Regions from separate parts of the Capsicum annuum genome. Here region 1 is linked to region 2. A link is a contact called in public Hi-C data. All regions are on one chromosome and are shown on one strand. Each heading gives the region's core, a stretch centred on a gene start, on an enhancer-like site or on the middle of the called end of the contact. The rest is flanking DNA. Distances are from core to core; before and after follow the strand shown. Region 1 holds the start of LOC107876052 (dormancy-associated protein homolog 4). Region 2 has its middle 25 kb from the start of LOC107876050.

What was found. A called contact is a pair of places that touch in the nucleus more often than the background predicts.
Region 1: a contact with region 2 is called in a Hi-C map of leaf, with 1.6 times the contacts expected there. The contact joins the promoter of LOC107876052 here to the enhancer-like site in region 2. A contact is called at or near these places in 2 of 5 Hi-C or Micro-C datasets (leaf and placenta).

What each region holds. Positions count from the first base shown.
Region 1 is chr6:197,629,430-197,632,129 of UCD10Xv1.1, forward strand. LOC107876052 (dormancy-associated protein homolog 4) reads left to right here and starts at 1,350. Exons shown (of 3, transcript XM_016723030.2): 1 at 1,350-1,961. The coding sequence starts at 1,628.
Region 2 is chr6:197,588,065-197,590,764 of UCD10Xv1.1, forward strand. No RefSeq gene overlaps it. Among protein-coding and RNA genes, the nearest start is that of LOC107876050, 25 kb to the left of the region's middle. Within about 2 kb of position 1,382, at least 4 of the 5 cell types and tissues checked have an H3K27ac peak or open chromatin away from gene starts, as enhancers often do. A contact at or near this core is called in leaf, where this site is marked.

The sequences.
Region 1 (2,700 bases), core at 100-2,599, 41 kb after region 2:
AAATTTTAGTTCATGTAGTTTATAGTGATGTTTTCTACTTGTATGAGGCCATTTATTTTATAGTTTGTTTGCTTAAGTTTCCATAGGTAAAAGTTTTGTTTGAATTGAAAAGGGTTTGGGGAAAACGTGATAATTTTTTGATTGTAATTGTGTATTAATTAATATTGTCAAGAGAAAAATTCACGTCGAGTTTTAACGAATATAATGTTTTGATTAGATTTATTTAATTAATCAAACATTGTTTATGTGAAGTTCTAACTGGTATGATGTTATTTTTTGTTCTTTTTACTCATCTTGATCAAGTTAGAATGCACACTTTTGTATAATTTTTTTTTTTTTGAAATATTTGTTTATGTTTCAGAATATTAGGCCTAAATTTAAATTAAGGCCTAATCAATTAATTTGTGTGAAATTTGAGCGAGATAGGTTCTTAATCTTTAGAAAATTTAAAAGTTTATTATACAGGTGAAAATTAACGATGAAGTTGGAAAGCCCTGCTACCAACCATCGTTATAATAAAATTAATATATCATTTTAAAACCGATCTAATCGGGACGGATACATTTTTAAACATGTTAGAATCTTGCTTAGACTTGGGGAAATGGGAAAGATCCATAAATGCCATAAAGGCGTGAAAAATATATCAAAACTCGTGGTAAGACCGAAAAGTACTACTATCGGTAAGCCACACATCAATACAATTTTAAATATATTCAAAAATAAATAAAAGCGGGATATTAGTAACTTTTAGACTAACAAATCCTCTATATCCAAAAGATTAATTTAAGCTAGACATAAGTCATTAAAGCGACCGTGCTAGAATCACAGGACTCGAGGGGTGCCTCACACCTTCCCCTCGGTCAACAGAATTCCTTATTTGGATTTCTAGTTAGCATACCAAAGAGAAAGAGTCATTTCCTTTTGATTGAGGATTCAATAAGGTGACTTGGAACACCCAAACTCAATTTCAAGTGGCGACTCTGTAAATAAAATAATCCCTATTCAAACGTCACTTTAATTGGAAAAACCCATTTTCTCTAAAACCAATTCTCTAGCGGGGTTGGATGTGGTAAAAATAGAGGTGTGACACCGCCTTCTACAATCTACCTCTAACTCTGCCATCCAACGCTGCGGGTGAAAATGGCCGGCTAAAAATATAAGATCCCCAATACTAACAAAATAATTCACGATTCAGGTGAGTTTCTAATTATAGAACAAAATGCCCATTCATTAATTATATTTCTAGTACTTCCACTAAAAAATTCAATGGCTTTAGACAGCCATATTAATCGGACGTCCATCAAATTCTTACTTTATTCGTTTATAAATACCCTCTATATACATTAACATCAGATTAATTAAATTAATTTGATCTACTAATAAAATTTCGTTTCATTAATAATTTACCTCTCTCTTTGTTAACTTGTAACAGTCGCATTCTGGTGGTGTTCCCGTCCCGCCTAACATACTTACCTTCCTATATTTTCAAACATTTCGCATCACCTCATATACGGTTGTTACAAAATAAAAACTGTATAAACTACCAAAAAAAAAAACAAAAAAAAAAATAAATTAAATTAAATTGCTCTAGATATCATTGGATTACTATTATTATTCTTATTAAGTTATGGGTTTTCTTCACAAGCTGTGGGATGATACACTTGCTGGTCCGACTCCGGAATCGGGTTTAGGTAAACTACGTAAATATAACTCATTTTCTGGACGTTCTTCATGCAGTGCTCCTTCGTCCCCCACGACGAACCGTGGCCTCCACCACCAGCACCAGCACCAGCATGGCCCTGGTGGTGGTGCGGCTACCGATGATGTGATGCCTGTTTCAAGGAGCATTACGATTCTACGCAGCAACTCGATGTCTGTTCGATCTGGGAATACTACGCCAGATTATGGATCTGCTCAATCTTCTCCAGCTTTTTCTAGCGCTTGTACTTCTCCATTTTCACGTTAGTATTTATTCTTCATTTAAAAAATTAATATTCTTTCCTTATTATTCTGTTTCTACTAGGTAAAAATACATAAAGTAGCATACCTAAGTATTAAATTATAAAAAATAACAACACTTTTATCAAATTACATTTTGTAGCATGTGTATTTGTATTTTTGTAGCAACAGTTTTGCAAAAATACAAAATACATATGATCATAAGGGTAGTGAAAATCATATGTATTTGTATTTTTGTAGCAACAGTTTGGAAAAATACAAAATACAACTTGCTATATTATGTAATTATTAAACTGTTACTATGAAACTTATCATTAAGGAGATAGGTATGCTATTTCTGAATTTTACCCCTACTACTATGCCAAATATTTTAATTTTATTTACCCTTTCGCTATATTCTGCATATATACTCATTTGTTAGCGGATCGTCATATATTTGTTCCACGATTCTAAGTTATTCAAGTTTTTTGACACGTAAAACTCACCAATTCATGCCTATTTGAATTTTATTATATTTTGATGATAAATGTGAGATAATTCGTTAATAACAAGAGTAGTATGAGCTAATTCTATTACATTGTTAGATAAATTAGTGTGAATTTTCTGTTTATCTAGTTGGATTGTCAAAGATGCGTCTGCATCTTTTAACTCCTTAAAGTTCGTTTTTGCATTAATAAAATAAAATTGTCGGTAAAAAAAAAAAAAGTATTATGAATGACTCTGGTATGAAATATCTTAATT
Region 2 (2,700 bases), core at 132-2,631:
AAGAGCACATTTGGCGTCATCATTGAACGTCTCTCCACATAGTTTCAATTGAGAAGAAATTCTGAACATGGCAGAATTGTATTCATGAACAGACTTGTAGTCTTGAAATCTTAGATGCATCCACTCATATCGTGCTTTCGGGAGGATAATCATCTTTAAGTGGTCAAACCTTTCTTTTAGGCTATTCCACAATACGAGTGGATCTTTAGTAGTAAGGTACTCAATTTTCAGAACTTCGTCAAGATGATGACCCAAGAAAATCATAACCTTAGCACGATTTTGACTAGATGTTGTATTTTCATTCTTTATGGTGTCTCCAATACTCATAGCATCTAGGTGGATTTCAGCATCCAACACTCATGAAATATAGTTCTTGCCCGAACTTTAAAGGGCAACGAACTCACACTTTGTAAGATTGTTAGCCATAAATAAAAGAAGAAAAATAATAATACCTTAGCCTTAGCCTTCAAATTTGAAACGGTAGCGTCTCGTGCTGATAACGTGTTATAAAACAATAAAGAATAGAGAAGAAGAAGAATAGAGAATAGAGAGTAATTGTTATTTCTCTTGAGGATGATTTATAATGAAGGAAACGTTCTATTTATAAGGAAAATTTGCTCCTAGTTTCACACTAAAAGACAGATACATCAAATCCTGATAGACATTAAATAGATTTTGATAGATTTTGATAGACATTCACTACAATTGATATATATCATAACACATTCCAAGTTTTCAAAAGAAATCTATTTTTATATGCAATTCGCTATAGTCATTATAAAGACAAAAAAGCTCATTTAATTTCTAATAAACAAATTGTAAGAAAAGAAACAATGAAATTAAAACTTCACAAGAGTTGAATGGATTAAACTATGATCCATTATTTCAGCCTTTTAATCCAGATCATGTTAGCCCAAGCAAATTTTAAGCCGATCCAACCATTTAAAAACTTATCCACATTTTGTGTTTACATCAAGTCAATGCATGCATATGTTTGAATTTAAAATTAATTATACTTAACCATAATTAAGTAACGTGTATTTTTTACTTGATTAAATCACTTAATTATAGTAAATAATATCAATTTGGTGTAAACACTGAATAATATGGGTAAGATTTTACCATTTATCAGTCAATCCTTTCTTGTCTTTCGGGGAGAAAGGGACCAAGTTCCTCGATCTCTCCTATCTTCTTGTTTCAATGATTGGCATATGTGGGTATTAAAAATGAGTTTTTTGCTATATGATGTCCGCATTAAAGTCGCGACTAATCTGTAATATGAGATAGGGGAGCAGCCCCACCGTTCCACCACGACCATGTTGGTAGTTTTTTACTTATTTACACAAACATAGTGTAGGTAAAGCCATATTGACAATTAATCCTTCATGAAAAAGTTTCTGAAATCTTGAAAAAAAAATCCTGGTCATCATACTAGTTAATCTGATAGTATGAATTTCTTTATGCTGTCGGTGCATATAAGTTGGAAGTCATCAGAAATTAGTGGGTACCCGGTGTATTATTATTTGGTTCGTGCGATCGAACTCACGTAGATCACAGATTCGATTGCTATTTTTGTAGATATGCTATAGTACTAATGTCCCAGCTATGAATGACTTGTGATAATACCTGGGCAGTTTTGCCAGCTGCTACATTGATGTGTTCCAAGTTATAAACATGATGTAACTAGTGATGGGCTATTCAAGTGCTGGAGGAGCCAGCAAAGAGATGAGAAAGCTCACACAAATGATATTATTATTATTGGAAAGGGTCACAATACAAAAGTATGTGAAATTCACCAAATTTGCCCACAAGTAGAAATGGTTATTCTAAGAAAAAATAAGGCATTTCGATGCACCAAACTCCCGCTATGCATGGCTCTGAAAAGGGGTTGAAACATCCTTGACCTCCTGATCACATGGTAGCAACTTTACCAGCTACTCCAACGTGATTTTATAGACTATACTAGTCAAATAGAAGCCTGTGGTAACAGAGCCAATCACGCTAATTCAATAGCTTTTGTCGAGAATATGTGTACATATATGGTCATCAAATTGACTACTAATCATCAAACTACTACTTCCTAGAATGTGAATTCAATTATTATCAAATTAACATCCAAGCTCAAAATCAAGACAACTCCAAGTCTTTTTTTTACAGATTTAATGTAGGAGGGCATCCAATAGGGACTGACCACTGGCCAGACTCTTTTGTATTTAACTGATATCCTTCTCATGGTACATATCTTACCTTTAGTTTTGATGTCCCTTAATGAATATATGTTGTATATATTTTTTGCATAGGATGTGATGATTCCTTTAGTACTTATGTATAGGATGAGAATTCTCGGATCAAATGGTTTTCTAACCCTCTATAAATTTTATTTGGTTTATGTCCTTTTTACCAAAGATCCTCATTTTTACTCACAAGCGATATTCATTTTACATCTAAAAAGATCATTTTCTTGATCTGTCTTATAAGGAGGTTTTGGTTTATATATCTCTCCTTTATTTTTTTATTTTTTTATTTTTATCCATATACATGTGGTAGGGGTCCCAAATCTCCATCACCACAGGAGGTGATCGAGGTGAAAGTCTGAGTGAATAAATTATAGGCAAAATTTCATAAATAGCAACTCCGTAGCCGTAATTATAACTTTTATAGCAACAGTTTCATAATTATGAAAAATAACAAATTATATTT